7 separate regions of the Mus musculus genome follow, and all the other regions are linked to region 1. Evidence: chromatin contacts called from public HiCAR-type and promoter capture Hi-C data. All regions are on one chromosome and are shown on one strand. Each heading gives the region's core, a stretch centred on a gene start, on an enhancer-like site or on the middle of the called end of the contact. The rest is flanking DNA. Distances are from core to core; before and after follow the strand shown. Region 1 holds the start of 4932412D23Rik (RIKEN cDNA 4932412D23 gene). Region 2 has its middle 29 kb from the start of Gap43. Region 3 overlaps Zbtb20 (zinc finger and BTB domain containing 20). Region 4 overlaps Zbtb20 (zinc finger and BTB domain containing 20). Region 5 overlaps Zbtb20 (zinc finger and BTB domain containing 20). Region 6 overlaps Zbtb20 (zinc finger and BTB domain containing 20). Region 7 overlaps Zbtb20 (zinc finger and BTB domain containing 20).

Region 1 (3,171 bases), core at 366-2,865:
ATTTTCTCACGTGAAGCTGATTGTTCTGCACAGACTATTTCCTGTAAAACTTTTACTTAGAGTTTATACACAAATTTAAATCCACACTCGGTAGCACTTTTTACTTTGAACATCCTTCAGTTCTCTTATATTTTAAGCAATTTCTAGATTCTGATAGCCACACCCATAATCTTCAGAAAGGCCCTAATGTACTAATGAAGTCAAGGCCTTGTGCTATTTTTTTTTTTTAAGTCAGGGCTAATTTTGTTTTGCTTATGGTCTGCCAGACTTCTACTTAGTCAAAGCAAACATTTGGTGTTCAAAGTATTTAGTGTGTGTCAAGGAAACCTACGTGAAATCCAGGCTTAAACTTACTTCAAGTCTACCAGAATCTATTTTTCAAGTCTATAATCTATAAGATTATTTTCTGTATTAATAACCAATACTACAAATACAGTTTCTTTGTATGGTTGGTGTTTCTGACAAATCCCTTTCGTGACAAATTAAGCTCCTTAAAAAGTATTAGTTCTTATTTTGGCAGGAATTCTTTTTCTTTGTAGAGTGAAAAGCCATTCTTTTTTCCATCTTAGTCCTTTTAAGGAATTCTTTTCAGGAATCTATCCTTGGCTTCCTGCTGGCCTCAGGCCTCACCCCCTTCCTCCTCCACCCCGCCCTTGCCTGACCAGTATTTGTTAGAATTTGGCTCTGGGGAGTACTATGCTGAGTGACAAATGGATGAAGATGAAGGTTTTATTGAAGCATCTGAACTGCATTTAATTTTCCGTGTTGCTTTATTCCTTCTAGCTCCCAGGATATTGAATTTTGTGGGCTTCAGTTGGGTCGTCAGTACTTCAGGCGTTTAGTAATAAGAAACATAATCTGCTTTTTCCGGTAGGATAATAAATCCTCATTGATATTAAGGGCGGCTCTCTGCAGACGGTTTTACACGGTATTTTTCTGTAGAAACACATTCCCTGGGAGTCCTAAAACTGCTCCCGCCTCTCTGTCTCCCTGGGCCTCAGGTCGCCTCCCGCCCAGCGGTCCCTCCCACCGCCAGGATCCTGCTCGCTAGGACATCCACTGCCCGTGACCACGACACCCCTCCTCCCTGCACTGAACCCCTTCCCTCCCCTCCCCCTCTGGGCGAGCCAGACAGCGGGTAACCGCCGCCTCCGCTGGGGCATCCCGGCTCCATAGGCGGCGCGCGGCAGACACCTGCTTCTCACTGGCCGCCGCCGCTGCCCCTCACCCCGCAGTCCCCGCGACAATTGGCCCCGGGCCGCCGCCCGTCATCCTCTAGCCCCTCTTGGAGTCCCGCCTCTATCCTCGGGTCATTTAAGTTTATCACAAATAAATAAATAAAGGAGGAAATAGAAATGCGTAGAAAGTAAAAGCAGTCAGGAGGGGGCGGGGACGTGGATGAAAAGGAGGGTGGGGAAGTGGAGGAGTAAACAACCAAACTTGATCGTGCCTATACTGACCAATCACCGATCACTACAGTCCGGTCTGACGGCCTCTGTCGACCAATAGTTTCCCAGCTCTTGGATCACTGAATAACCAGAGACAGCTGGCCTCTCTACACAGGGCGCTGGTGGGCGGGAAGAGTTGAGAACATTGACCAATAGACTGTTAAAACTGCTCTGAGTGAAGTTTCCGCTCACCAGTTGATGCTTGAGATAGCGGATTGGGTGTCTCCTAGGCCAATCAAAGATGACAGAGATGAGAGAAGGGGCAGTTAGGGGAGGAGCCGCGGAGGGGAGGAGGAAGAGTGCATTTTGTTTATGGGCGGCAACCTCACGAGGGCTGTCCAAACGCTATTGGTCAGCTGAAGCAGCGAGTGGCATGCGAGCCGCCCAATAGTAGGACAAGGTAGAGGTTCGCGGCTTCGGGCGCCCAATGTGGGCCTTCTGCCGAAGAAGTAGGGGCGGGGGGAAGTTTAGGAGTTGAGGAAAGAAGATTAAAGAGCGCGAGGAGGTAACGCCAAAAACTCTAATTTGTTGTGGGGCGGGCGGGAGGGAGGGGTGTGTGCGTGCGGAGCGCGGCCGGGCGTCTACGAGTCGCGGGGAGTCGGGGGTGACGGGCCGCCGAGGAGGGGGCGGGGTGGGGCCGTGGCGCGAGTTCCGAGCCGCAGCCCGGGGCTTCTGCCCCGCCCCGCCCCGCGCGCCCTCCCGCCGCCCCTCCTCGCGCCCGCCCGGCGGCCTCGCGCGACCCTGCGGGGAGGGTCCGCCGCTGGCCCGGGCGGGGCGTCCGGTCGTTGCCACTGCGTCTAGTCTCTCCTCCCCGCTTCTGGAGTCGCGGCTTCCCAGAAGAGGAGCTGAGGGGCACCGGCCGGGGCTCCGGAGCTGTTGGCGGCGCCGGCTCCCGCCCCTCTCCTCTCCCTCCCTCCGCCCTCCCAGTCGCTTTCCTCCCGCGCAGAGAACTGGCTTCGGAGAACCCGGGCTTGGGCGCGTAGCCCAGCCTGCCTTGCTCTCACCCGTAGACAGGGGGGCTTGGCAAGGATTGAACCCTGTCCTCCTCTCTTTAGCCTTTGGGCCCCTTCCGAAACATTAAAAAAAAAAAAAAAAGTTAACGCTCTCTCATACCTTGAGACATAAAACAAAACAAAACAAAATAACAAAACCTACCCCATCCCCAAATACAGGAGTATGGTTTTGAAGTTCATTCAAATGTGGTCCTCTAATTGTTTTAATGCTTTTCCCTGTGTGGGGGGCTCTCAGTGTCCCCCTTCAGCCCCTCCCCTTCCTAAGGATGCAGAAGAGGCAGGAGGCAGGGATTTCGTAAAAGTTGTATTGATAAACACACTTGCACAAGCATATGCTAGGCACACACACAGACTATAAACATTAGCGAAAAACACAATATGGCGTACAGCTACGCTACCTAGCTCGGTAATCTGATGATCTCTTACTCCGAACCGGGTCAAATCAGGTCTGAAGAAGCAAGACAGTTCTCCAGCAGAAATCTGAATGGCATGGGAAAACATTTGGAAGCCTGCACCTGATGGTATAGTCCTCAGAATCATTGGCCCAGATTTAAGTTGAACATGTTACCTTTTTAGACAGTGAAATTTACTATTTTTTAAACACACACACACACACACACACACACACACACACACACCAGAATGTTACTAAAGTGGACTTTTCTCACTTTGGTATTTTCTGCTATAAAAAATTTCAGCGTATACAGTGA
Region 2 (3,171 bases), core at 363-2,862, 510 kb before region 1:
GGGGCTGATATCAAATTCTTTGAAGCAGTTTCTCTTCCTGGAACCTGCTGATACCAGCCAGTCCTCAATGAGATTGATCTAGTTAGGCCTTGAGAACTTGTTCTATCTCATGAAAACTCCGGAAAGGCTTTCATTTGGTCTAATAAACCTGTGTGGTTTCCCAAGTGGCCTGGAACAGTATGACATTTCCGCCTGCACCCAAGAGCTTGGAGATGTACCTCAGTGGTACAGCTCCTACCGAGTGTGCACAAAGCCCTAGATTCCGTTGCCAGCACCACATACACAAAGACTCTTGAGTAGAAAACTATCTATAGACATCTGGTATGTCCTAAGCTAATGGCATGTAGTATAGATTTTTGTTCTAGCAACATTCAGTTTATAGGTACCCATTGCTATGTTAAACACTAGCTTACTGCTAAATGAAATATACACCAAAACATAGTGGATTAAAACATCAACAATTAGTTATTTTGTAGTAGTTGTGTGTTCGTTCTTTTGGAGGGGAATTACTGGCGTTTCTGAGCATACACTTCTGAGGCCACAAACTGGCTGTAGTCTACTAGGAACTCCTCTAGAGTTGGGTATACAAGCTGGGCCCCAGAGGTTATTCTCTACCTGTCCTTCTCATTTTTCCAGCTTCTAATGTGTGGTACTTTATAATATGATCAATGACTTCCAAATCAAAATTTCTAAAAGAGAAGCCCACAGAGCAGATAGCAAGCCTCTGCTACAGTCATGCTTATTAACACTTCATTAGTTCATTCATACGTGTATGGCAAGGAACTGCTCAAGGACTGAATTTATAAAAGTGGACCCTACATTCTGTTCCTAGTACCACATACACACCAATCTTGAACAGTCATCACACACACAAATTATTTTAAGTTTTTTTTTTTCACTTTGAGTGCTAGCCTGTGAAATATGGCAAAAAGGTATACATGTAATGTAGAATAGAGAAAAATAAAAGATCTAAAGAGTTATATAAGCAGAAAAAGCATGCTTTGCTTAATGTTTTTCCTTTTCAAATGGTCATTTGACAACATGGCTACACACCCATCTGCAGAAACATATCTGGGTTCAGGATTACATGGCAGTGTGCTGCCCGTGAGCTTCTGTCTGTGTGATATGCCAATCAGTGTTACACAGGCCTTCCATAGCTAACTCGTGGGGTCTACGAGATTTCCTCTCTGTTTTTTCCTTGTTCATCATCCTTATTGTTCCTGTTCCTTTTTCCTAGTGAGAATCTTCAGATGCCATTGACAGTCTGAGAAGAGGAAGTCCTCAGTTCTTATCCACATGGAACACGGGCTGCTGATGAGAGCTGCTTTCCCTGTTCTGATAATTTAGTGAAATTGGTTATTTGTGAATAGTTCCTTGATTACAAGAACAGGTGGCATAAGCCTCGCACAGTGGCAAAGACTTCAGCAGTAAGGTCATTTGTATGAATGAGAAACACTGGCATGAGGAGGAGGAACACGTGGACTTCCACCGGCCCACTCGACATTTAGATATTTCAGGATACCTAAGAGCATTTTCTACCCTTGCTGAGAGAATCTGGGTTCAGTTCCCAACACCTGTGTTAGGCGGCTCACAGCCAGCTGTAACTCCTCCTCCAGGGGATCCAAAGACCTATTCTGGCTTCCGTAGGCTTTGTGCTTTATATGTATAAGGTCATACTCAGACATACATAGACACATAATTTAAAACAAAATAGCAACATCTTTAAGAAAAAAAATTAAAAACGAACAGATGAGACGAGAATGGCTTGTGAGATCCAGGTAACATTAAGTACAATTGCTAAATGCAGCATCAGTAGCAGCAACCAGAGGGCGTGAACACAGAGCTACAAAGGCAGAGGCAGGGGGAGCTCTTCGAGTTCAAGGTCAGCCTGTTTTACATCATGAGTTCTAGGGCAGTCAGAGCTACACACTGAGGCCTTGTTTCGAAAACAAAACAAAACAAAACAAAAGATGGGCAGGCAAGATCAGTCTGTTACAGCCCACCCCCACCTAACCCTACCCACCCCCAGTCACCTCCACCCTGGCCTTCTTTCTATTTGTCACCATAAGAAGGTGCTGCCCAATCTGGGGGCTAGGGTGTCAGATTTCATGGAACTGGAGTTGCAGACGGTATGAGCTGCTTTGTGGGTGCTGGGAATCGAAACCTGGGTTCTCTGGGAGAGCAACAGTGTTTTTAGTCACTGAGCTATCTCTCCGGCTGCAGTTAGAGTCCAGTGTATAGTCAAGGGGTGGGGATTCAGTTGCTCTCTTTTAACATCTGGCCACATGATCATGAGTATCTATACATAATACTAAAACTGCCAGCTTTCACGCAAACCTATGTATTCATTCCTTATTTTTCAAATTAGACTTTTCCATTTACTAAGTGCCCACTGTGTATGTACTAGGCATGAGTAGACCCTGAAAATATAGGAAGAGAAAAGCATGATTAAAAGATGAAGCCCTAAAGCTTGCTATATTCTGTTTAGGGACTTAAAGCATGGCATCTGATTAGTGTAAAGGAACTCAAAAACCTTCTGCCTAACAGAATAGTAAATAAACACTCAGACTCACAGCAGAGGCTTGTGAATTGGAGGAGGGCAGAGAGATCACTTGAGTGTGACACACGAGGGAGTTGCAAATGCATGGCCCTTTCTTCACAGGGCTATAGCTCCAGAAAGGATTGCTTTAGAGATGGGCTTGGTCCGGAGGAAAAAAATGATGCTGGGAAGAGATGTTACCATGGTGACGTTCTCTAGTTCACCTCCTCCTCTCTGCAGATCTTCTGTTGCAGTCTGCATTTCTATACTCGAAATGGGAGGTCAGAAAGGATGATTCCTCATCGCTGAGAGGCTCAGAGAGCAGGTTCTGCTTATTTGAGCGCAACAGAAATCCTAGGCTTGTGAATCTTTGAGAGCCACCATAGACTGGCTGATATGTGCCAGACAAAGGTTGTACCTGAGCAGGACATGAAGTTGCCAAGAAGATCATGTGCTCTGATTGGTTGCCTTTCCTGAGACAAAGCAGACCTGACCTGGGCCTAGAGATGCAGGAAGTTCCTTATTTCTCAGGACTTAGGAGGATTCATCCCTGTGAGACAAGTAGGGCTATTTGAGCCAATCAGAACCAGAATCACATGTGCGTTTCTTTGAGCTTAGTTTGAATGTTTGTG
Region 3 (3,171 bases), core at 293-2,792, 460 kb after region 1:
GCATCCCCCAAATCGCATGTTTTTGTGTATATGTAAGCCGAGCAGAGATCACAGGAAGGAACATTTTCCTCCCTCATTACTAGTCCTTCCTTTCCGCCTTCTTTTCTTTCCTTCCTTCCTTGTTTTCTCCCTCCACCCTCCCCCACCTCCCCCCTACACACACACACACACACACACACACACACACACACACTGATCTAGGAATCCTTTTCTAGGCAAGGACATTTCCATGAACTTTCCTACTGCTGAGACATAGATTGCTAAAGTGCGTTGGAGACAGAGTAGCAGAGGTATTGGCTCTTTGCTAGCACATTTCCTACAATGTGATCATTCTACTTAGCTTTAGGCCACAAACCAAGCATGTCACACAAACCTAGTCTGGGTTTCTTGGGAAGTTCTCCCTGTTGCTTTTCATAGTTTAGATAATCCACATGAACAGTACTGAGTAAATCAGTTGCCCTTAGACAATGGCAGAAGCATAAATGGCTTTCAGGAAAGAGAGGCCCAAATCAATCAATCTCAATCTCTCCCTCTCCCTCCCCCTCTCTCCCCCTCCCCCTCTCTTCCCCCTCTCCCCCTCTCTCCCTCTCTCCCTCTCTCCCCCTCTCTCCCTATCTCCCCTTCCCCCTCTCTCCCCCTCCCCCTCTCTTCCCCCTCTCTCCCTCTCTCCCTCTCTCCCTCTCTCCCCCTCTCTCCCTCTCTCCCCTTCCCCCTCTCTCCCCCTCTCCCCCTCTCTCCCCCTCTTCCCCTTGCCTCCTCGCCCCCTCTCCTCTCTCCCCCTCTCCCTCTCGTTTTCCCACCTCTCTCCTCCTATTATTTTATGTATTCCCATGTTTTTCCTCCAAAATTCTCTTGCAGTTAAGTAGAAAGACCCCCTTCCCTCCATCGTCTCTCATCCTATATATTATATATGTCCTTGTTTTCTCTAAAATTGTCTCTATCCTATGCAGTTAGATAGAGGAAACCACTGAAGTCACTCTTCTCCCTGTTCTCTTCAGGATGCAAGGTTTGATTTTAAGTTGTATAGCTGTGTTGTTGTGCTGATTCGAACCTATTTTTTTTTTGAAAGGGCTATTATCCAAAGGGTGGTTGTAAAGCAATATTATGGAAGGTCACTTGGCATTTTTTTTTCTTGAGTCTGTTTTTCTAAAACCAGGCAATTACTCTATCATTTAATAAACCTTGCCTCAGAGTTCACTTGAAAGAAAGCTCATAAGATTTAAAGGGGAAAAAAAATCCCTAAAAATAAAAGTTAGGCTAGGCTAGGCCAGGGTGGGAAATTCCATTGTGGCTAGAAGCCCATGGCAGGTAGAGTGGAATTTAATGAAGGAAACTGCTGTGTTTTTGTGTCTTTCTGTATGTTTTTCCTTTAAAACCAAGAGCTGGGCAGGCATCCCATTCGACCTGACGTGACCCAAGCAAATTGCTTCTTATATAAAAACAACTGCAGACTTTGAGAATGTGAAAATGCACTGTATCCTTCTCCAACTGAGAGAAACGAAAGCCTGAGAAACAGGACGGCCCTGTCAATACTCATGGAGCAGAGCTATCACTCAAGCCTGATAAAGGAGATTAGAACAGGCTCCGGTGCCAGAGGGATACACACAAGTCGGGTTCTTTCGTTCTTTCTTTCTTTTCTGTTTTTTATTTTCTTAAATAAGAAAGGGCAGTGGATGGAAAACATTTTTTAGAGACAAGTTTTCTGTATAAGAAGGTAGTAATGTGCACAGTATCTTAAAGCTTTTGTGTGGAACTGGGTTTTAAATTTTGTTTTAAACTAGTATTTTACAAGAAGACAAAGAGAAGTGTTTCCCTTTTCCACCAGTCTTAGGCAAGCACCGAAGAGGAGTTCCGGGTGTGCCCACTGATACTGCATTCAGACGTGTTGCCTTGGCTTGTGTACTGACAGATTTATTTAAAAACCAAAGTTTAAAAAATGCATTGTGTGCTCGTGAAGTCTCTTCATAAATCTTTTCCTTTATGAATTATTTTGATCACAAAGCTGCTTGTTTAAATCGCTGAAGGACTATTCTCCATAAAAGAGAATGCCTTCATTTTCAAACCTTCAGTTCAGAAGCCAGCAACTTCCCCTGAACAGCATGCAGGGATCCAGAGGCTAGAGGAGAGGGGGCCGCAGATGTCCAGACTCTGACATAAGTCATAATTCAATTCAGAGTTGCTGCGGCTCACATGTTTTTAAAATTTGGACCTAGAGTCCATCCTTTAGTAATGGATGATTCAGTTTGAAATGGTGATTCTGTTTCTGGAAAAAAACAAACAAACAGGGAACACAGCCTTTGATGCAGCTGGGCTGTCAGAGGGCGGAAGGTTGGAATTAAAGTACTCTTCAAGCTGTTGCTGAATAATGAAGGGTAGGGCTTCCTCGTTGGGCAGTTACCACATTTCCCTTGGGAGTTCAGAGAACAAATATTACCTAATGTGTACAAAGACTTTAAAAATTAAGTTGATTACAAGCTGGCTTAAGATTGGATAAAGCAGTAAGAACTAAGGTCCACCAGAAGGATCAGAGAGTAAAGATCACTACCAGTAGTCACAGGCTGCAACGGACTCTCGGGACTTCTCACGGCTAAAGGGTTAAGGATCAACAGGAAGTAGTCAGTTTCTTAAAATGGCTAGCCTTTGTAAAACCATAACAAAGGAAGAACCTTCTACATAGAACATGTACGTACACCGATGAGCTGGACAGTAGTTAGCTATGAGTTTGGGGAAATTCTTGCCTAACTAAAACATAGAGTGCATGAAAGACCTCATCTCATAGTGCATTTGGTCACCATCCATCACCTGCAATATTGTTGAGAAATAAAGGCAAATAATTAACAATCCGTCTGTTACAGTGATTTGCTGGCGTGATAGGCCTGGTATAATAGTAGGTGGTTTACAGGCCAAAACTAGAAGAGATTAAACTGAAACAGAGTTCTAAAGGGCAGGAGAGATGGCCAAAATTGGACAAGGAGTTTCAGGTTCACTGATTTGAGAAATATTTTTGCTCACTCATTGCTGCAGTCTTTGATCTCCATTTTGCTGCCTCTTAATAAAATGACCAAGAATATGAGAAGAATCAACAGCAAGATCAATATGAGACCAGGGGGGGATATTAACTGGAGATATTAGAATTAGAATTGGTGGTATATGCCTAGACATCTTTCATCT
Region 4 (3,171 bases), core at 405-2,904, 420 kb after region 1:
TCAAATGATATACCCCTTCCCAGTTACCCCTCCACAAACTTCATGCCATTTCCTTCTCCCCTTTGCCTCTGTGAGGGTGCTCCTCCACTCACTCACCCACTCCCACCTCACCACTCTAGCATGTCCCTATGCTGGAGCATCAAACCTCCACGGGACTAAGGGCCTCCCCTCCCATTGATGTCAGATAAGGTCATCCTCTGCTACATATCTGTAGCCATGGATCCCTCCCTGTATACTATTTGTGTTTGATGGTTTAGTCTCTGTAAGCTCTGGGTGTTCTGGTTAGTTGATAATGTTCTTCCAGTGGGGTTGCAATAGGAGGTTCAGCTCCTTCAATCCCTCCCCCAGCTCTTCCATTGGGGTCCCCTGGCTCAGTCTAATGGTTGGCTATGAGTGTCTGCATCTGTATTGGTCAGGTGCTAGAAGGACCTCTCAGGGAACAGCTAAACCAGGTTCCTGCCAGCAAGTGCTTCTTGGCATCAGTGATAGTGTCTGTACAGGGGATGGATGTCATCCCGTGCTTAATCAAGAGAATTCCTCTGTCTTTCTTATCCTAGTAGTTGATCTCAGCCTTAGAAGAGCCCACAGGTATTGGAGAGTCCTGTACCTACAGGGAGAGTAAAAGTCATGGACACTTCTGAGTATAAACTTTGGGAGCTCATTTTCTAGCATGGAAAACACTAAGCAATAGTTACTAACAGCAGTGTCCAACTTAGGTATGCCAGAGTTACATGGTCTACAGACACACAGTTTAAGGAGTTATTTCCATTTCTTCTGCAGCTGATGTTTGTGTTCTTCCTCACTTTGGTTATTTCCTTCTAACTTGGGGCTGTTCGGCTAAACCAAATACCTTGCAAAGTAATATGTGGCTAAACAGGAAGTATCTTTGTCCTAACAATACCCCATGCATCTTAGAAAGAATTTTTGCAGCAAGGAAAACTAGTGGGGCCATAGCAGTAGTTATCACAAACAGAGATTCACAAATGGGTCTGCAAGTGACAAATTGCTACAGGCAGAGAAGTTTTGTCAGTTTAGTGGAACTGCTTTCAGTAATTTGAAACATTAGTACTTTGACACATGGACCTGCCAGTGAACTGTGTTAGAAATAAGCTTGGAAAACCATGATTACTGTTTGGGGCACCAGCGCATACACCTTGTCCTATGACCTTAACAATAGCTGAACGTCAGGACCAAAGGAAATTAAAAGCAAAAGACAAAAAAGGACCTTATCCCTGCTTTAGAATTGCCTCTGCAAGTGCTTTCCTGTTCCCTCCTGGCCCTCTCCTCCCTGTCATCCCCTTTCTCTTTTTGTTCCCTCCCCTTCTGTTCTTTTCTATTTAGTGTCCTGAATTCATTAGGTAGCATAGAGTAAATCAATAGTAAACGCTAACCGCCTACTCTGTACTCAGTTACGCAATGTCGCATAACTGGTACACAGACAGAGAGAAAAAGCACACACAGCTTTACATTTGAAAGCTCTCACATAATTTCACTTTTCTACAGCCAAAAAGGAAGTAACAGATGGGAAAACTTACAGCTTTTTCCCCCTTTCCCAGACTGTTCAGAAAGGAGTTAGTTAACATCCCTGGCCATTTCTAGTTACCCTAGCCTGTAGCAACATCCCATAATTGTCAGAACCATAACTGGCTTTAAAACAGGACTTTGTGACTGTCAGTGATGTAATGGATTTTCCAGGTAATATGAAACTAACATATTCTGAGACTAGTTCACTTGTTAATGGAAAATCAAAAATTCTAAGAATAAAATTAATTATAAAGCCAGAGATAAGAAAGATGACTGTGTGCACACGTGTTTCTACTTGCAATATATTCTGGTATAATATTTATGTGAAAACAACCTGGTATAATATTTATGTAAGAACAATTCAGGAAGATGATTCTCTTCCTTTTTACTTCAGTTACTATGAGTTTCTGTCCTTCTTTTTCTCATTACAAGGCACAGTCAAAGGCAGACTCAGTAACAGCAAACATCTCGATGCTACAACAGGACAGAAGGCTTAATTCCAAGGCCTTGTAGAGGTCCTTCTCTGAATGGCAGCTCTGTGTATGAATCTAGAGCTTGTGAATTCTCATCCCCTGCCTCCCTCCCTAGAGCCATGCTGCTCTCTGAAACACCTTTGCATTCGCTGCATCAAGAACTCTTCCCTCCCCACTCCCCTCTCCCTGTCTTCTCTCCTCTCTGCTCTCCAGTCACTCTCTCTCTACTCCCACCTCCTCACCCCTCCTCCTCTGTAATCTCTCCTCTCCTCCTCTCTGGTCTCTCTCCTTTCTCTTTGTAGCGCTGCACCTCTTTCCCATGCCTCTCTCCTTCACATTGAAGGGTGTTAGCCACCCTAGATGGAAACACAGTGTGGTATTTGTATGTGCTCTATCAGTCTTTCTTCCATCTTAAAATATTTTGTTTCACTTACCCCAAGGAGTTCTCTGGGAACTAGGCATTTCTGTCTGATAAGGAGGAGGCTGGAGAGAAGGGTGTTTGTTTTGTTCTTTCATTTTACTGTCTGGCCAACAATGCATTTGAAGTGGATATAAAATGATACAGAGGGCAACACTGGACACTGCAGAGAACTGTTAAACCAACTGGGAAGCAGTGGTAGTTCTGTCGGCTTTAACCAAATGAAGGGATGGTGAAAGGTGCGTGGGGAAGTGAAGAATTGGTCTCTACTGTACAAATACAACCTGTTGAAGAATTGGGCTGCTTATATTTTGAATAAGTATCTTACTTTCAGTTCATGCTTTATTTATGGATGCTAAAACCTTGAGATATCTACCAGTTTAATATACTAAAAGTCTAAGGTATGTTTTTTTTTCTTTAATAGTGTGTGTGTATGTATGTGTGTTTAATTCAAACTATATCATATTTTAAACACTTTCTTACAGGTCAGTTATTACAATTTAAAAATCTTTTGTATGGAAAACTCAAGCACACAAAGATAAAAATCAAAGCAAGTATATGTTCGCCTGGCTTCTCAGGTTTCATTGTTAAAGCACAGATCTCTTTATTGTAACAATGCTGTGATTGCAATTATTGGTATTTTGGATATCTGCATTTTCGATTACATATGTTTTGTTGTTTTAAAATGAATCATGACTAAACTAGTAAATATTTTAAACAAGAACACACACATATATACACATACATTTCTTTCCA
Region 5 (3,171 bases), core at 297-2,796, 400 kb after region 1:
TAACATCTCTTCTTCCTTGATCTTCTCCAAAAACTACCAAATAAAACCTTTGCATTTGTAGCCTCTGCCACTCTCTGAGCTTGCATATTCCTATGGAATCTAAGGGTCGTCTTCCTCCTCCCTCAGCACTGGAGGGATAACACCTTAGCTATCAAAAAAGATATGAGACCTGTTGAAAGGAAAAGATGAGTTATGTTGAAACATCTTATAAGTTATAAAAGCTTCACAAAGGCAAAGTATAATCTATGTTAGTAATTATTTCTTTAATAAGCATGCCTTCATGTATCAAAACTTAAAAAATGGGTATTGGACATCGTGGTACATGCTTGAAATCTCAACCTTATGCTGAGGAAGGAATTAAGGAGATCAAGACCACCTTGGTTGGGCTAAATATAAGACTCTGTCCAGAAAGAGAGGGAGGAGGGAAGATGAGGGGAAGTGAGTCTTAATGATCTCTTATCATATCTGTTGAGTTTAAACAAAATGCACCTCATATTGAAGAATTGTTCAAGATCCATTTCTACCTTTCTCTTGCTTTGTAAATAACAAGTCTCTTCTACAGGACTCACACACATCATTTGCCCTTGTTCTTCTGTACGTTGTTATGATGTTTCCTTGGGATGTACGGGGAAACATCTCTTTACTCTAGATAGAGCCCCAATAGACCAAAGAAAAGCTTCTACCCATGTCCAGCTTATTGAAACAATGACTTCTTAGAACATAGGTCTAAGGCAGCTATATTACTAAAAGGTTCCAGCCCAGCTTGGAGTAGCTCAGGAGAACTACCACTGGAGTCCTGCATACCCATCCTTCTGCTTCTTAAAGCTCCAGCACCCCACAGGACATGTGCATGGGGCAGATTACAGTAGGTGGGTAAGTTAGAATCTCAAGTGACAGTGTGAAGAAGCCCTCCTTCTTTCTAAGAGTACATGGAAAGAGAAAGAATCGACTTTTTGTGAGGGTTCATCACAGTGCTGGTTGAGGAAAGGTAGCAGTGGCTGATGTCATTGCAGAAGAAATAGCTGTCCACCTACTTGTATATGGCAAGTGGAGGCTTTCCTGAAGCTATCCCCTGGAACCATGCATTTAAAGTATGCTTTGTAATTCAGAAAGCAACACTTGTTTTTAACAACTAACAGGAAGCCTCTCAATAGCTCCTACATGACCCCGAAATAGCATGGTAAAGCCATCAGCTGTATCTTACACCTCAGATAGTAAGATAGTGCAGACTTAGACCTAGATTTAAATCTAGTTTTAGACCACCTAGATATTATGTATGGATATTTTTAAGTCAAAAGCCCCAACCGGAACATATTATCATGCTTAAGCTACCGAGTTACAGGAAGACTTTCTAACTTAGTCTAATGCTTGGGTGAACTTCTCCCTGTGCAATACAGTTCCATTAATTGGAGATGAATTGGTGAACAGTTATGGAAGAGCCTCAGACTTAAAATCACATTCCTTAACATTTCAGTACTGTAGGCAGTCGTTTGATGTTTGTTTTACTATTGGTGGAAACAAGCCAGGCAGATCAGCAGCGTTCCTTTCATTGTTTCCAGTGGAGACTGCCTGGGTGGCCACAGGTGAGAGTGAGTAGTAGCCAGTGTGAGCAAGCCATCCAGCATTCATTGGGTATCTTTTCTCTGTTGATGGGCTAGAGCAGGGAGGGAGAGAGGGAAGGACAGGGTGCATGAGAAAAGGAAGGAAGGAGCAAGCAAACAAACAAAAGAAGTTAGGTTTTTTTATGCATATCCTCCCCAAATTTTCCTGAACGTGAGTATATTCATATCCCCATGAGTTTCCTTTCACATGAGGCAAGACTTCATTGTTGTAAGCCTTGCTATCATGGTGATAAGCACCATGTGGCTCATTTGTTGCCTTTGCACTCCTCCCCTCTGCTTCCCACTTATCATCAGGCTACCAACAACTGCTTCTCTTTATACTGGATCCTCTCCTAAGCAAGCCTGATTAGGACAGACAGAAAAGCCTTCCCCCCTTCCCTCTGACCTCTTCACTCCTGCCTGCTGAGAGTTGTGAGTTAAAATTTCCAACGTAATATTTAACCTATGAGAAAACTGTTTACAAACTTGCTAGTTGACAATCAGAGATTCTTCCCAACTCCAGATTAATATGGCTAAAGTTTAACACAGTGAAACAGCTCACACACCAAAATAATAATAATAAATACATCTATAATTAAAAGATTAACTCTGGGAATTGTGCTGGTATTTTCAAGGCCCAAAATGGAATATGTGTTTCAGTCTAGATAAAAGAAAAACCTTTGTTAGGGACTCAAGGGCCTGCAGAGAAGGGAGCTAGGAGTCTCTGAACAGCACGGTCCTGGCCTCCTCCTCCTCTCCCTCCTCTTCCTCCCCCTCCTCCTTCTGTTCTTTCTCTTCCTCCCTGACCCTATTAGCCTCCTCCTGAGCCCATTCTTCTCCTCTTAAAAAGTAACCATTGTGCCAGATCTATGAAGGAAGAGTCGGGCAGATCTCAGAGTGTGAGGCTAGCCTGGGCTACAGAGTGAATTCCAAGATAACAAGAAACAGAAATCCTGTTTAAAAAAAAAAAAGGAAAGCAAAGAATAATAATCTTTACTTCTTTTTGTGGCATAGCTCATCTAAGAGTTTGGGATCCTTTTGATGGCTTATTTGGGCAGTGTTTGGCTTTAGGCAGCCTTGAGCTGTTTTGTGGTACCAGTGACTAGATGTGTTGATAACATTTTTAAGGGGACTATTTCTCTTCCTGAGCCACAAATGAACTTAAGCTATAGTTATAGACAGCAGAAGACAAGATACTACAAGAGAATATTGTGTTCTCTTTGGGAAAAAAAAAGTCTCCATGTTGTTGTGGTTGTTTTCCCCTTGGAGCTGGGATTCCATCTGGCACTGAAAACATATTGAGGCTACTTCCTCTCACTCGGGAATGTCTTCATCCTTACTTCATGCCATAGTGTATATCTCAAGGATCAATTTCTACAAGAACCTGAGTAGAATAATGAATAAGTGAGGTAGACCTATGAAAGACTACGTGAGTGTTTCATGTTCAGTATGGAGGTCCCTGTGAAATCCTGTAATGAAGACACTCTATCCTCACTGTATTTTGACACAGTAACTGGGATATATACTTGTCTAGGGCATATATAAAATGTTTCTGGGAAATTTATGGAGA
Region 6 (3,171 bases), core at 437-2,936, 380 kb after region 1:
CAGCATACACACGCAGATATCAAGAGATGCAAATATGAAGGATCCCTGCAAATATTTCTTCCTGTGTCTTCCTCCAAGAGGCCCTGTGATATGTGAACGTGTGAACGGGGATGTGTGATTGCATGTACATATGAAAGCCAGTGCATATCTAAGAAAACTAGCCTTTGTGTTTTAGCACTTTAAATGTTTGTTTTGAATAAATTTTTTCCACAAACTACTTAAAATTACATTTGAAAACTGAAAGGAACTACCAAATAATTGCCTACATTTACCACATTCAGAAAAATTTCACAAAAATGAATGTAGAAGACTACTTTGTTGTTCCCTTGAATAAGAGTCTTGCTCATGTTTAGTAGTAGTTTTAATACTGCAGAAACCTCCATGACTCGTGATAAGTTTGCTTGTTCCACTTCAGTTGCTTTTGTTCTTTTGATAGTTTATTCTTTCAAGCATGATGTTACATTACCATCTCAATGTCCTTGCCAATCTTTGGTTTAAAATTTAAGTGAATTTAGTACTCTTTGAAGAGTCGGATCCATATCCAAGCAAAGGACAAAAAAAATCTTTTTAAAAAATTTTTAAACCATAAACTAACAATCTTGCTTTTGTTACCTTTATGACATGTGTTTAAGAAGCTAAATTCTTAGTATCCTATCTAAGAAAAACTTTTGTGTCTATAATCCATTGGCACTATCTGCCATCATGGGTACTCATTTTAATTTACATTCTTTGTGAGTTTCTAGCACTGACTCTTTGAAAGCTTTATCCTTGACTAAGGAAAGGTGGCTCAGTGATTAGGGGAACTTTTTGCTCTGGCAGAGGAGGACCCCAGGGTTTGATTCCCAGCATTCACAGTGTGATCCACAGCCATCTGTAACACCCGTTCTGACCCTCTTCTGATCTCCTCAAGGAACTAAGTGGGCATGTGCTATACATACAAATGTGTACCAAAACACTCATATTCCTAAAATAATAAAATATAGACATGTAAAAGGAAGAACAAAGAGAGTATCCCCCACACTGTTGTGGCCATGGAACCTCGGGATTTGTGTGGCACTTCATCCACAGTGGTATATTCACAGATATTGTCCCCACAGTGTAACTTATGCACTAAAGAAGCTTTATACGGGAAAACTTCTTGTTGTTCTCTCAGCTCTACTTTCTCTATGATCAGACGCCCTCAGACCTTTCAGTCCAGACTTTTACCCAGAACTGACTTTCCTGGCTCTCACAGTCTTCAGTGCTTCGGAGTGTTTATTAAGCTTGGTCTTCTCTTGTAAATCATGTAAGTTTCATGGCCTTCCAGTTTTCTTAGTATATTCCTCTGGGGTTCACTGATTTCCACTGTGTGTAGCATTTCACAGCTGCTGTCATCAGCTGCTCTCCTCTGCTGAGATTGGTTTTTTCCTTTTTTAGACAGTCTCCCATTGCCAAGGCTGACCTCCAATTGTTATGTAGCTGAGGGTAACCTTATATTCCTGATAGTCCAGTTTCTTCTTCTCCACCACTGGGATTAGCCATGCGCCACTGCACCTGGAGCTGGTGGGCTTACTTTTTAATAATTCTTTGTTTGCTCAGTTTGGGTAAGTGTTAGTCCCAATAAATTTGCATAGTGGTTCATCTTTGAGTTTTAGTTCTTAAACTGCTGAGTAAAATGAGAAAGCAGCATCAACAGTGCCAGAAAGCTGAGTTCAGGACAAACTGAATGACCCCTTGCATCTCTGATGAATGAGTCAGAGATGAAGACATAGTAGTCAAAGAACATTTTAGCATCAAAGAAAAAGTAACCTTAACAAGCATCATAACCAAATAAAAGATAAATGATTATTAAAAATCTGATCCTAAAAGGTAACCACAAGAAAGAAACCACGGTTTAGATGTATAAATTTGTTAATCATTACATTTGATAGTCTTTCCAAGTTTTTCATATGTAAGGCAATACATTGAGCAATATGCATTCCTTGCCTAATTTTTCTTTACTACAAATTCCTCAGAGTACGTTTTCTGTTATTTCCACTATGCTGAACCAATGAAAACCAGGGCTTAGCAAGTTTAAGAGTATTGCCCAAGGCCATGAAAGAATTCAGCAAGAGGAATGCAGAGCCAGGATGGAAACCTAAGGTATGTTCTTAACTTTTGCAGCATGGTTCCTTCCAGTGTATGTAGTATCTTTTCTGGTTTATCTTACTTTAGAGAAAGCTCATGAAAGAGCTCAAAGTAATATGCTTCACCCTTCACTGCTATAAACACTTGAAAGTATACTGTTATAGAGACTAGTAAACATTTTGAGAAATGATTCTTTCCTCAAATTAGGAAGGTTTCATCTTCAAAGGCAGATAGTCATTTTTGGTTTATTGACATTGCAGAAGGGGGGATTATCTGAGGTTCTTCATGTAACATATTTTTAGAGAATAAGCAGCACTTTTGTATCTATAAATTACATGTTCATTTAACCAATATGACTCTAGGTGACTAAAGATGTTTCCATTGACATATTTCTTAATTACCAAAGGTTAAATCATAAACTAATATATTAAAATAAGAAACTCTGATACTTTTAGATAAATTTCATCTACTGAATGAATTTAAGACAAAGTGGCCACCTTTTGATATTTAATGTTCCTCAACGAAAAAGTATCACTTTATTTAAACCTGAAAGATTTAGCAGCCAATACATTAAATCTGATTTGGTCTCATACATCTGCAGTATACAGTGCTCTAAACTGTCAACTCAATGAATAGGAAGTACAGAGCCTGGAGCCAGCAGTGTGAGATAGAGGGAACACATAGAACATCTGCAGAAAATGTTTATTCACTTATTTAGTACAAGCAGATTTGCCATTTGTAACTAAGCCTTACTGTATCTTTACATTTGAAATAATAATCTCTTATGATATGTTCATTTTATAAATTCAAATTATTTGCTATATTGAGCATTAGAAAGCAAAGTAGTAATATTATCAAAGTGAATAAATAAAGAAATGGAAACTTAGGTTTGAATTATTATGTAAGCTTCAGCCTTTTTATTTTTATGGACAGTAAAATACCCCATGGTGTCAAAAGTCTTGAAACATACAATAAGTACGAATAGTCCATTTTTCTCCTAATATCTTTTCTTCCAAATGCCAGAGTTTTAATTTGAGGCCTTCAAAAAACATATTTAACCCTCTT
Region 7 (3,171 bases), core at 293-2,792, 360 kb after region 1:
ATATAAAACAATGTTCAATAGAATTGAGAATGTCATCCAGTTTCCAAGAGGATTTACAAGCTCTAGATGCCACGTTAGGATAGACCGTTCCCCACCCCACCCCCTTATCATTTGCAATCATTTGTAATACATAGCATGTGATCTCTGACTAGAATGTATCTGTGACCACTAAGTAAATACATAGTTTCCCTTCTTATAATAGCCATGCAAATATGATTTATCTTCTGACACAATACAAACAGAGTATGCATGTATGCATTTGGTGAACAAAAGACAAATGAGTAGGAAAACAGGATGTGTGCCTACATCCTCTACTTGCCTGAGATAACAGGAATGCATTGATAGAGAGAAGGACAGTGCACACTCTTATTTGTGCCTGTGTTGGGGATATACCAATATTGTTGCAATATACCATCCTGATGATGGCAGTCATCATGGTTTGAGAAGGACTTTGTTCCTTAATAGATTTGTTTTTAAATCCTGAGCTGTTTACTATCTAAAGCATTTATCTGAAATTACTATTCACTAAATCCCTCAGTTCCTAGAACTGTTAATCTGATTCTAGTAATAGTTTTTTTTAAAAAAGTTCAAAGGTTTGCCTGCCTGTAGAATGTTCTTCCCTACCACTGACACTGCAATTCTACCTTTAGATGCAGTTAATGTGTCATGTCTAAGAGCTCTGTTTCATGCTTTCTTGTATGTTTGTGCTACATTGACAGTTTTCTGTTTAGAGGTGCATGTTTTCTTTTAAGCTGTAGTGATTAAATTATAAGCTTCTTGAAGGCAAAGCCTGTCCCTTATTCTCTCAGTACTGGTATTATCCAGTTTCTGATACAGAAGAGATTGTCAATAAATATGTATCTAACAAATTAATGAGTTTGCCTTCACACACATCAGATAAGGGGCATGACTATAATCTCCTCTGTGTTTTTGTTTTTCTCCAGGATTTGTGAGCCTTTTGAAATTAACTATGGACATAGTGCTATGCTTCTGACTTGTCTAGTTGCTTTGAGGGATATTTCTTATTGTTGAAATGGTTTTTTTTTTTTTTGTTAGCAATTGGCTGTTTTAGTGTTTTGTTTTGTGTTGTCCGACCTTGTTTACACTGTGTGTATGTTTTAGAGCAGGGCTACCCGTGTGCTGTTCATGAGTGACGCCGTGATGGAGCCACATGGAACAGTGTTCCTAATTCTCACTTCTCTTTACATGCTACCTGCTTTGGTGCCTTGTTCAAGCACTGTTATTGATGTGCTTTGAAAAGATGTGTGGATTGTGTCAGCAAGCTGGGAAAGTCAGAGTTTTGTTTTGTTTTGTTTTTCAGCCAAAATTCTTAGGCCTTAATAAAATATGCGATGCATAGCTTAGAAGTCAATAACTGTGCCCTACCTGAACAAACGCTCCATTGTTACTTGACTGTTTTGAGGTCGGTCCAGGCCTGAGGATTTTGTTAAAGGCTAACAGAAATGTCCAGTATCACCCAGCCTAGCAAGAGAAAATCTGACACTCGCGACTTGTACTTCTGTGTTCCAGGCTGTTACACAAACTCACTGAGTACTGTATATGTCTGATTTCTCAACTTCACCTGCAGTAAACTTGTGCAATCCCGGGGCTAGAGACCTCCTTTGTAAATGTTGTCTGTCCAGTAATGGTGTTGGCACTGGGAGGCCCTAGCAGATAAAAGTGGAAGAACATATGGCTTCCATCTGAATACAAATTGGTGGACATAGTGTGGTAATTCAGCTGCGATGGCCTCTATACTGTAATCTGAAAGAGTCTGAGTAGATGTGAATTTCTCCCACTCCTCTACACCCCCATTCCACTGTGTTTTGATCGCCCTGAAGTACAGCCATCCTGCGTCGCCTTCTGACTGTGTTATTTGTGAAATGGCCAGCATGAGGAATTATTAATTAAAGCTAACAAATCACCCTGACGAGCTGTGCCCTGGCATGGCTGAAGGTTGATTGGCGAAAGTGTTCTCCTTTAGAGAAAAGACTTTTTGTGCTCGTGACGCAGTCAGGGACGGATTATTGAATATGCAAGTTAGAAGAAAAATCACAGGACAAGCAAATTGAGTATTTACTGGCAAATAATTGCGCTCTTAAACTGTGGCTCTCTTCCTAAATTCTTAACATTCCCGAGGGTTAGAAAGAAACACAGAAAAATGCATCGGTACAGAGTTCATTTCAAAAAACCACCCATAGACTGATGTTTGAGGCTTGTGCAGGTAAGTGTGATTGTGTATGCCTGGGAAGTGAAAGACCAAGCAGAGGATGGGGAGTGTTTCTGTGAGTCTGCTGAGTTGTTTATACAGCTCAGCATAGTTCTAAGTTGAGAATTTAGTTTCCGTGCTGCATTTATTGTGAAAGTGAGAGTCGTGAAAAGGAAAGGGTGTTTTCTCAAGTTATTTGTCTTTATCAGCAAAAGAAAAAGTTAACGTTTTGTCCTAAAAATAGTTTTCATTTTGCTCAGATATTTGTGACTATGTATAAAACGATGACTGGATTTAAAGATCTGTTGTTATTTTCAACACTGTTAATTATGATGCGTCTTAACAGTGTCCCAAACACATGTGGGGAAACTGTTGCATGGATTTTTAAAAGTAAACACTGTTTTACATTAGGACCTAGATAGTTAGTCCGTGTTGAGATTTCTACAGGAACACGAACGTTTGGAAGTTGTTGTTAGGCTTCTAGCTCTTATAGTAACCAAAATGTGTGTGTGTGTGTGTGTGTGTGTGTGTGTGTGTGTGTGTTTCATCTGGAATGTTGCTCAGACTCCTCACTTTTGAGGTCATTGTAAGATATAAGAAACAACTTTAATGTCTTTTTCAAAACTAAATGAAAGGCGTGGAAATATAAAAGGAGTTGAAGGCTCATGTATAAAATGTAGATATTAAACAGATATACTTTTTTATAAGTGCAGTTAGATTATGTGAAAAGCATCCAGAAATAATGTGTATGTACTGGCCATGTATTAAATGTTCTTTGAAAACTTAGAAAAGGTGCTGTCATCAACAACAAGCTGTTTTTGAGATGAGAATAATTGGCTGGCGAAATAGCATTTTAGGCTTATAATAACTATGAGTAGCATGGATTTAAAACAAAAGCATAAATGTAATTTAGACCAAATTAACTAATTAATAATTGTAAAGTGCTTTAAGAATAAAATATC

The links. Promoter capture Hi-C pulls out the DNA fragments that hold promoters and counts their contacts. HiCAR-type assays count read pairs that join an accessible place to other places.
Region 2: a contact with region 1 is called in a HiCAR-type map of embryonic stem cells, with 4 times the contacts expected there. The contact joins the enhancer-like site here to the promoter of 4932412D23Rik in region 1. A contact is called at or near these places in 6 of 39 promoter capture datasets (cranial neural crest, embryonic stem cells, frontonasal cranial neural crest and 2 more) and 4 of 115 datasets of contacts at active chromatin or transcription factors (embryonic stem cells and epiblast stem cells).
Region 3: a promoter capture Hi-C map of liver shows a contact between it and region 1, with 4 times the contacts expected there. The contact joins the enhancer-like site here to the promoter of 4932412D23Rik in region 1. A contact is called at or near these places in 8 of 39 promoter capture datasets (the 3T3-L1 cell line, 3T3-L1-derived adipocytes, frontonasal cranial neural crest and 3 more), 4 of 115 datasets of contacts at active chromatin or transcription factors (bone marrow-derived macrophages, heart atrium, neural progenitor cells and 1 more) and 1 of 9 other capture datasets (adipose tissue).
Region 4: a contact with region 1 is called in a promoter capture Hi-C map of liver, with 4 times the contacts expected there. The contact joins the enhancer-like site here to the promoter of 4932412D23Rik in region 1. A contact is called at or near these places in 5 of 39 promoter capture datasets (the 3T3-L1 cell line, 3T3-L1-derived adipocytes, hippocampal neurons and 1 more), 2 of 115 datasets of contacts at active chromatin or transcription factors (astrocytes and stem cell-derived neural progenitor cells) and 1 of 9 other capture datasets (pancreatic islet).
Region 5: a contact with region 1 is called in a HiCAR-type map of kidney, with 2.4 times the contacts expected there. The contact joins the enhancer-like site here to the promoter of 4932412D23Rik in region 1. A contact is called at or near these places in 5 of 39 promoter capture datasets (the 3T3-L1 cell line, 3T3-L1-derived adipocytes, hippocampal neurons and 1 more) and 1 of 115 datasets of contacts at active chromatin or transcription factors (kidney).
Region 6: a promoter capture Hi-C map of liver shows a contact between it and region 1, with 3 times the contacts expected there. The contact joins the enhancer-like site here to the promoter of 4932412D23Rik in region 1. A contact is called at or near these places in 6 of 39 promoter capture datasets (the 3T3-L1 cell line, 3T3-L1-derived adipocytes, hippocampal neurons and 1 more).
Region 7: a promoter capture Hi-C map of liver shows a contact between it and region 1, with 2.9 times the contacts expected there. The contact joins the enhancer-like site here to the promoter of 4932412D23Rik in region 1. A contact is called at or near these places in 6 of 39 promoter capture datasets (the 3T3-L1 cell line, hippocampal neurons, liver and 1 more) and 1 of 9 other capture datasets (pancreatic islet).

The regions. Positions count from the first base shown.
Region 1 is chr16:42,873,972-42,877,142 of GRCm38.p6, forward strand. 4932412D23Rik (RIKEN cDNA 4932412D23 gene) reads right to left here and starts at 1,616. Exons shown (of 4, transcript NR_040521.1): 1 at 1,461-1,616. It also overlaps a transcript of Zbtb20 not described here.
Region 2 is chr16:42,367,614-42,370,784 of GRCm38.p6, forward strand. No RefSeq gene overlaps it. Among named protein-coding and RNA genes, the nearest start is that of Gap43, 29 kb to the left of the region's middle. Within about 2 kb of position 1,613, at least 21 of the 459 cell types and tissues checked have an H3K27ac peak or open chromatin away from gene starts, as enhancers often do. A contact at or near this core is called in embryonic stem cells and hippocampal neurons, where this site is marked.
Region 3 is chr16:43,333,154-43,336,324 of GRCm38.p6, forward strand. The region is part of intron 4 of Zbtb20 (zinc finger and BTB domain containing 20); the gene reads left to right. Among named protein-coding and RNA genes, the nearest start is that of Gm9968, 29 kb to the right of the region's middle. Within about 2 kb of position 1,543, at least 108 of the 459 cell types and tissues checked have an H3K27ac peak or open chromatin away from gene starts, as enhancers often do. A contact at or near this core is called in 3T3-L1-derived adipocytes, adipose tissue, heart atrium and 2 more, where this site is marked.
Region 4 is chr16:43,296,742-43,299,912 of GRCm38.p6, forward strand. All of the region lies in intron 3 of Zbtb20 (zinc finger and BTB domain containing 20), which reads left to right. Among named protein-coding and RNA genes, the nearest start is that of Gm9968, 65 kb to the right of the region's middle. Within about 2 kb of position 1,655, at least 13 of the 459 cell types and tissues checked have an H3K27ac peak or open chromatin away from gene starts, as enhancers often do. A contact at or near this core is called in liver and stem cell-derived neural progenitor cells, where this site is marked.
Region 5 is chr16:43,272,350-43,275,520 of GRCm38.p6, forward strand. All of the region lies in intron 3 of Zbtb20 (zinc finger and BTB domain containing 20), which reads left to right. Among named protein-coding and RNA genes, the nearest start is that of Gm9968, 90 kb to the right of the region's middle. Within about 2 kb of position 1,547, at least 2 of the 459 cell types and tissues checked have an H3K27ac peak or open chromatin away from gene starts, as enhancers often do. A contact at or near this core is called in kidney, where this site is marked.
Region 6 is chr16:43,255,030-43,258,200 of GRCm38.p6, forward strand. The region is part of intron 3 of Zbtb20 (zinc finger and BTB domain containing 20); the gene reads left to right. Among named protein-coding and RNA genes, the nearest start is that of Gm9968, 110 kb to the right of the region's middle. Within about 2 kb of position 1,687, at least 23 of the 459 cell types and tissues checked have an H3K27ac peak or open chromatin away from gene starts, as enhancers often do.
Region 7 is chr16:43,233,854-43,237,024 of GRCm38.p6, forward strand. All of the region lies in intron 3 of Zbtb20 (zinc finger and BTB domain containing 20), which reads left to right. Among named protein-coding and RNA genes, the nearest start is that of Gm25873, 110 kb to the left of the region's middle. Within about 2 kb of position 1,543, at least 65 of the 459 cell types and tissues checked have an H3K27ac peak or open chromatin away from gene starts, as enhancers often do. A contact at or near this core is called in liver, pancreatic islet and second pharyngeal arch cranial neural crest, where this site is marked.